2 separate regions of the Rattus norvegicus genome follow, and region 1 is linked to region 2. Evidence: chromatin contacts called from public Hi-C data. All regions are on one chromosome and are shown on one strand. Each heading gives the region's core, a stretch centred on a gene start, on an enhancer-like site or on the middle of the called end of the contact. The rest is flanking DNA. Distances are from core to core; before and after follow the strand shown.

Region 1 (4,211 bases), core at 970-3,469, 42 kb after region 2:
CATGGTGGTAAAACGGAGCCATTAAATTAAAAAACACAGAGGGCAGGGCTGGAGAGATGGCTCAGTGGTTAAGAGCACTGACTGCTCTTCCAGAGGTCCTGAGTTCAAATCCCAGCAACCACATGGTGGCTCACAACCATCTGTAATGAGATCTGATGCTCTCTTCTGCTGTGTCTGAAGACAGCTACAGTATACTTCTACATAATTACATAATAAATAAATAAATAAATATTATAAAAAACACACAGAGAGCAGGTCAGGATTTCAAGGAATGTGGCTTGAGTTTCTGTGTGCTGAGTTTGAGGGACAGGAAGAGACTTCAGTATGATTAAACCTTTGACATGCTTACACAGGAACTGGGCTACGGAATAGGTGACTTGTGGGCACACCAGGGAGCGAGGCACCAGGGAGTGAGGCTGGGGAAGGAGCTTGTGCACACCTCCTAGTTTTCCAAGTTCTCTTCAAGGACTGCAGCTGTCCAGCTTCTACAGAGACCATCATGCAGCAAACACTACCAACCCACGTGAAACCAATTTTTAAGAACACCCAAGCTCTTCTAAGAAGAGTTATGCAACATTTTCGCTGCTTCCCTGCATTGTAACCCTGTCTCGCTTGCTCTGCCCTTGTATAGGAAGGAAGAGTGACAAGAAAAACTAACCATTGAACCAGGAAGATCACCACTGGAAGAGAAATAACAGATTTCTCTGTGCTATGATGCTAAACGCTGCAGACTAGCGCCTGCATTTGTGTGTTTCTGAAATGTCGCTCAAACTCAGGCAAGTTCGGGTCCACCTCTAAAAATTCTAAGTCAAGGTGCAGCACGTTGCACCGACAAAAAGATACAGTACACAAATGTGGACCTGAAGTGTTTTCTAAGCAAATGTTTAGATTGGGAAGGATACATATTAGCAGTTGTTCTGTTTGGGTCGCAGTCTGCTAGGCTCCTACAACTACTATGGCTGTATCGTACTATGGGAGTTTATCTCCCAGTCTTAGAAATTCCTATAGTTCTCAGGCACAAATGGTAGACATAACTTTTCTCGTTGTTCTTATGTGTTTTAGAAACACCTCCTAAGTGTATAGACGTATTTCCCATTGCCTCCAAGATCTGCTTTAACCTTTTTCAACATAACTCCATAGCCAGTTTCCCCAGCTTTCTCTTCTAGAACATTCACTACCCTCCATTAAAGGGGCTGTCTCACACTCTTACTGTGTGCACAGTCCCTCTCCCTGCAGGCTCCTCCCTAACCTTTTTCATTAGCTCTAGTTCTCTTCCTAGACTGGTCATGATGGGGTGGTGTTCTCCCTCTACAAGTCTACCCCCAGAGACTGCGCACTCTGGCCCTTGGTAGAAATAGGAGCCGTCCCGGAAAGGCAGTGTCCCCCACATCTCCGGGGTAGGCCTCTGAAGGGGAGGGATAGCTTCAGGTGAGTCGCTTGGCAAGGCCCATCCGGTAGAAATCAGAAAGTTCAGGAACTGCAGTCTACACTCACTGATCTCGGCCCTCCCTACCTCTCCGCTGCATAGCTGGGCTGGGCAGCCCCGAGGCCTGGGCCGGGTCACTATTAGAGGAACTCTAAATTTTCCTCTCCTTTCCTTAAACATTAAGCGCGATCCTATAAAACTAGGCTTTGTATGTTTTTCTGCCCCTCCCAGCCCCTGCGCGCCCAGAGCGGATTGTCAGCCCCTCCACACCTCCCGGAACCTAGACACATCGCATAGGAGGCGCCCCGGGGCCCCTTGGTTAAGTGCTGAGTAGGCACGCCATAGTTTTCTTAGTTCACAGGAGAGGGAAGCTCTTGCCACCAGCCTGTCTCCTATCTCACAGCACAATGGTGCCTTGAGGATGGCACAGCGCTACGGGGGAGGTGGGAGGAATGGCCCCATAGGTCCCACTGCCCGCCTAGACTTCGGGATCAGGACATGGAGTGGAGAGAGAACAAATACACTTCGCTTGGTACCTTGGGGCACTTGTCATAGTAGTGCTGCTGTGTGCGGATCCAGCGCCCCACCAGGTGGTCGCGCACTGTGTGCGCAAGGGCGAAGTAGTAGTCGCGGGGGGTGGCCACATTGCGGTCCTTGACCAGAGTGAAGTGCAGGTGACGATTGAAGCCCTTTTTCAGCTCCGCTACGTTCTCCACGCCCACGATGCCGCGGATGCTGATCTGCCGTCGCTTTTCCTGGTCGGTCAAGGGCTTCGCCATGGTTGCGGGTGGCGGGAACTCAGAGCCGGTCGCCTGGCTGCAGGACTGTCCACCCCTTACCTTACATACTGCTTTTGAGGCTCTGGGGAGTGGGGATCCGCCCCTCGCCTGGCTCCCGCCCACCCGCGGCTTCCGGAGCAACACACCCCCAGGGGGCGTGGGAGCCCCTGGGCGGCGCTGCAGCTGCGGGCACCGCCCCTTGGCCGCTCCCAGAACGTCCGGGTCACGTAGCGCGCGGAGGCCCCGACCGCATCTGCTGGTGTGGAAGGAAGCCTCCTCTGGCTCTCTAGTTGAGTTCCCAGCAAAGCCATTGGCTCTTCTCAGTAGGTTCCACTGTAGTTTCGCAGGGTGACATTGTAGGGTTAGTGTGATTTAACCCTAATTGCCCCCATCTTGCTTTCCAGTCTTAGGCAAAATCCTATCCTGTATCCTACGGGAGGCAGGGGGGGCTCGGTTGTTTAATTTCTTTTTTCTGTGGATACAGGACTAGGGTTTCTTGACTCCTAGACCAGGCTGGGCCATCCCACAGTAGTCGGCCACAGTTGGTGTAAAAGTCAAGGGGTCTGTTGAGAAAGCTTTAGTCTCAGTGGGGGACAAGATTTCCATTTGAGACCCCTTGTCTGTAGTGTCCCAAATAAGGCATAGGAATAAGGGCGTGTGTATGACTGTGCGTGTGTGTGCATGTGCGCGCGTGTGCGTGTGCGTGCGTGCGTGTGCGTGCGTGTGTGTGCGTGTGCGTGCGTGTGTGTGCGTGTGTACGTGTGTGTGTTGGGGGAGAGGGAGGGAGGGAGAAAGAGAGCACTCAAAGATCCAGTTGCTATGTTCAGGAGAAACACTGGTGTGTGATCTTAACACCAGATCTGGATGTGACGGTGTTTAAACTTTGGAAAAGTAAACATGAGGCATGTTAAGATGTCAGATTTCTTTTCAAAATGTATGTGTGTGATTGTATGTGTGTGTCCTCAAATGTGCACACAGACACATAGAGGTCCAGGGTTGGTTCTCTGGTCTTTCATGATGGTTGCTGGGGTGGGTCACGAGTGGCCAGGCTTGTCGGCAGCTGCCTTGACCTGCTGAGCCATCTAGAGGGTCCCTGCCTGCCTGCCTGCCTGCCTGCTTTCCTTTCTGTCTGTCACTCCTTCCTTCCTTCTTTCTTTTTTCTTTTTAAACAAAGCTAATTATTTTGAGTAAAGATCAGACTAGGAGTTTGGTTACTTAATTCATACCAAAACAGCTATTACCCTAAAAATGAAAGTTTTACTCTCACAGGTCTGGCTGTGTTTTCAGATCTGGATCCTTCCAGCTTCCAGGATTTTGTCTCTAGCCTTTGGGACAGATGAAAATGACCCTATGAAATAGGGAAAGGGTTGGAGTTGAACAAGACATAAATATCCAGAGCTAAGAGTGAGTGCGGAGCTTGGTCAGAATGCTTGACTTAAGAGCCACGTGGGGAGGTGTGAGGGGAACCTGAGTGAGAAGGTCCTCTGGCGAATTGCAAAACCTAGCAGGTTTTGTTTATTTATTTATTTATTTTGTTAAAGTTGACATCTTTGAGTTCTGTGGTAATGAATCTTCATTGTGAACTTGACTGGAGTTGGAATAAGGATAAGCAGGCATGGCTCTGGGCAGGCGAGGGTGTTTTCAAAGATGAGGAAAGGAAGACCTACTTTGAAGGTGGTCGGTACCATCCCGTGGGAAAGGGTTGCGGAATGAGTAACGGGAGAAAGCAACAGTGCTCGCCTCTCTCTGACTGTGGTGCAATGTGGCCAACCCCTCAGGCTGCCACCACCATAATCCCTCTGCTGTCATGGACTGTCCAAACTTTGGAGATTCCAAAGGCAAAGGCAACTTTCTAGTTTTGCCAGGGATGTCCTCCTGCAGGTGGGTCCTAGCTCTCCTGTTTCTTGAAGGGGACAGGATTCTTTCAGGGAGCAAGGATAACAACGGGCACATTATCTTCTTGATTTGGTTCTAGTCAGTGAGCCCGCCCTGTTCCCTGGGTTAAA
Region 2 (3,794 bases), core at 835-3,334:
AGGCTTTCAAAGGTGTTGAGCCAGGCTCTTGGGAATGGAATTAGGTCCCTGAAACACAGGTCTAAGGGAATTCTTTCTGTCTCTTCCATGGGAAGAGGACAGGATGAGAAGGAACCATTTAGGAACCAGAAAGTGGATCTCATCAGATACTGAACCGTGGGCCTCTTCATCTTGGACATCTTACTTACATCTCTAGAACTGTGACACTATTTATGTTGTTTGTAAGTTATCTGGACTAGCACCTTTTGTTATAGCAGCTTGAACAGACCCAGATAGCAGCCTGGAGCCTGAACTCCAACAATAGTGTGAGAAAAAATTTTATCTTAGTTCATTTAAATGGCATTAAACAGTTCCAAGTGGTTTTCCAACTGATTACTTTTTTTAAATTTAAAACAATTATTTTTTAAAGATTTTATTTATTAATTGTCTGTGAGTACACTGCAGCTGTCTTCAGACACACCAGAAGAGAGCATCAGATCCCATTACAGATGGCTGTAAGCTACCATGTAGTTGCTGGGGATTGAACTCAGGACCTTCTGTAAGAACAGTCAGTGCTCTTAACCACTGAGCCATCTCCTCATGCCTTAACATTTTTTTATTGGATATTTTATTTATTTGCATTTCAAATGTTGTCCCCCTTCCTGGTCTCCCCTCTGCAAGCCTCCCATCCCATCCCTTTCCCCTTTGCCTCTAAGAGGGTGCTCCCCGACCTACCCACCCATTCCTACCTCACTGCTCTAGCATTCCCCTTATGCTGGGGCATCAAGGCTCCACAGAACCCAGGGCCTCCCCTCCCACTGATGCCAGACAAGGCCATCCTTTGCTACGCTGGAGCTGTGGGTCCCTCCATGTGTACTCTTTGGTTGGCAGTTTAGTCCCTGGGAGCTCTGGTGGGTCTGATTACTTTTAAGGAAAGGAATCCTAGCAGGCTACTGATTGACAACTCGAAGTTGACATTTTATTTTTAGCTCTAATACAGAAATACATTTACTAACCATTCAATAACAAAACAGACTCAGGGAAGCTCTAAGAGTACTCAAGTCCAGTAAGAAGTTATTGAATAAGAATATATTTTAGCATTTACTTCCCATTGGCGTTGACCCCATTGCTGGACTCCTTAGATAGGGAGATCTTCAGATCGGAAGGCTCCATGTTCCAGATGTCCTTGGCATACTCCCTGATTGTTCGGTCACTGGAGAACTTCCCTGAGGCAGCTATGTTTCTGAGAACCATTGTGTTCCAGGCTTTTTGATTCTGTGAATAACATACATGTACAGTTCAGGGCCTGTGTGCCGGGCCAACATTGAACCAAACGGGACAAAGGACAGTGATTTATAAAGGAGCTTGCTCTGCTGACGGCCTGCAGGAGCAGAGCAGCTGCACTTTCTCCAAATTCAGAGTGTAGTTCTCTTAGTGATGACAAAGTGTTTTTCATTTTAAGAGAAACCACGAGCATGGTGTGGTGGGGGATTGTTGTAACCTTCAAGAGGCTAAAGCAAGAAGATTTCAAGTTCAAAACCCAGCCTGCTCTATATAGAGACGCTATTCCTCAAGAGAGTAAGCAAGGGAGTGAGAGAGGGTAAGAAAGCAAGCAAGTGAGCCAGAGTATTTGCATGGATATGCAGAGAGAGAGAGAGAGAGAGAGAGAGAGAGAGAGAATATGACTCTGTGGGTGAATATTCTCGAATTGGTTAGCATATTAAAAGTGGAGAGCCCTGGGTTTGGAGGAATGGATGTCTCAGTGGTTAAGAGCACTCGTTGAGAGCGTTCTTTTAGAGGACCTGAGTTCAGTTCCCAGCACCCGCCAGGAAGCACATAACTCTCCAGCCTCCATGGCTACCTGCACACAGTTGACATCCGCACACAGAGGCACACATAAATAAAAACAAATCCTAGAAATAAATGGAACAACCTCTCCTTCAGCTAAAGGTGGACAGAGGGACTAATATAACTGTCTGTGGGCAGACAAACGAAGAGATTTAACCTGTGACTCAAAAAGTTTGAAAACCCATGAACATTAGCAGGGAAACAACCAAAAGCTTGGCTGACCCACTTAGCTTTGTGTTCCCTTTGAAGGCCTATGCCCCATTAGGTTTGTTCTGAATCCCCACAACCCCACTGGGGTTTCAAAAGAGGGTGAACTAAGGTCTTATTCGCAATCAAAAATATTTCACAATCTTACACTTTTTTAAAATAAAAGAGTATAAAAATATATTTAGCTTACAGTCTCTTTTTCCTTTTTAGATCTCTGCGAGTTTATTGGAAGTTATTCAAAGTTATTAACACATTAGGACATTTTTAACATAAGAATTAAACTACCTTCCTACCATAAGCTAAGGCAAGACAGCATGGCAGCCCACTCAGGCTTGGAGACTTCTACATAAACCTAAAAACCAGGGAAATGGATAACACCTACACTTCCTAGCCATGCACGTTGTGCTTACTAACCCTCAGCGATGCAATGACTGTCAAGAGTCGAAAGCTGCAGTCTGCACTAACGAATCACTCAGGCATGATTGAACTGCTGTGCTCCCAATGGGCACCGTTTGGATTTGCGCTTAATTTTAACGGAAGCCCCAGTGGATCTGACTGTCCTTGCCCTTGTTCATGTTTTCCTTTCCTTATGTTATTGATTTCTGTTTCTCCAGGCAGCTGTTCTCTTTCCTCTGAGCTCCTGGTATGTACAGGCTGAACGGAAGTGGGGACTGAACGGAAGTGGGGGCTGAATGGAAGTGGCCCGTGAGCTACTTAGCTCCAGAAACGCCACGGATGTTCAGAGCCACAGACTCGCACTTGGCTCTACACTCTGTTAGGAGATTCATCTGACTCAGCCAAGAAGATGCAGGCTGGCTGTAAAGTAGCACAGACTCGAAGGATCCATTTGAAAACCCCAGAGGGCTGTCTAGGGCGACGGCAGGGGTAACCTGTGCCATCTCCAGCCACAGTCACCTGCCTTGATAAAAGAATGGAAGGGGATGTTTGGGAAGGGGTCCTGGAGTCTCAGCTCAGAGCTTGCGCCTTTGCTAACATCCCCCCCTCCCCCACCCCATGCTTTTACAGACACACCTGGAGGGCCATTCGCCCAAGCATGACTGCATGCAGAGGCTTCTTCGCATAGCTCACGTTTTTTACATAATCATATATAAACCCCTCTTCTTTCGGTCTATAGTCTAATGATCCGGACAAGGCTGCTCCAGGGGAGGTATTTATTTTGCTATTTTTTCAAAGATTACCAGGCCAGTTCCTACCCGACTACACTGGGATTCAATCTTAGAATAATCTTGGTAAGTTTTTCAAACATCAGTGGAAAGTTCTACCCACCACTGGGTCAGAATCGCTGTGGGCGAAGGGTAAGTTGTCATGTGTATTTGGAAACAGCAGCCTTGGTGACTGTGATGTGTAGTTCCGGTTAAGAGGCCTGGGGTTACAGACTGCTTGAGGGAAGCCGGGCAGAGCTCAGCACAGAGAGGACCCTCCCACCTCTGAAGCAGGTACCCTGAGCTTCTGAGGCAGAACTGCTACACGGTAGGTACTCGTTGGATGCAAATCACTGGTGATTTGCTTTTTAAATTAGAATAATGTAAAATTTTACAATTGTTACAGAAATCTCAAATTCCAACCCTGGAATGGCCCTCCTGGTGTGTCTTGTAAACTAGCCAAAAGGCAGATTTTGAACATCTGGGAAGTTCTCTCGTTGATTTCTATCTCTTCTCTTCTCTCTCTCTCTCTCTCTCTCTCTCTCTCTCTCTCTCTCTCTCTCTCTCTCTCGATAGACAAATACTCAACCAGGCTTC

The links. Hi-C and Micro-C count contacts between places; a contact is called where the count stands out from the background.
Region 1: a contact with region 2 is called in a Hi-C map of liver, with 2.2 times the contacts expected there. The contact joins the promoter of Pygl here to the enhancer-like site in region 2. A contact is called at or near these places in 4 of 12 Hi-C or Micro-C datasets (the A7r5 cell line, frontal cortex, kidney and 1 more).

Annotation. Positions count from the first base shown.
Region 1 is chr6:94,474,000-94,478,210 of GRCr8, forward strand. Pygl (glycogen phosphorylase L) reads right to left here and starts at 2,220. Exons shown (of 20, transcript NM_022268.1): 1 at 1,963-2,220. The coding sequence starts at 2,205.
Region 2 is chr6:94,432,622-94,436,415 of GRCr8, forward strand. It overlaps Pygl (glycogen phosphorylase L), which reads right to left. Exons shown (of 20, transcript NM_022268.1): 20 at 937-1,254. The coding sequence ends at 1,081. Among named protein-coding and RNA genes, the nearest start is that of Abhd12b, 30 kb to the left of the region's middle. Within about 2 kb of position 2,085, at least 2 of the 93 cell types and tissues checked have an H3K27ac peak or open chromatin away from gene starts, as enhancers often do. A contact at or near this core is called in liver, where this site is marked.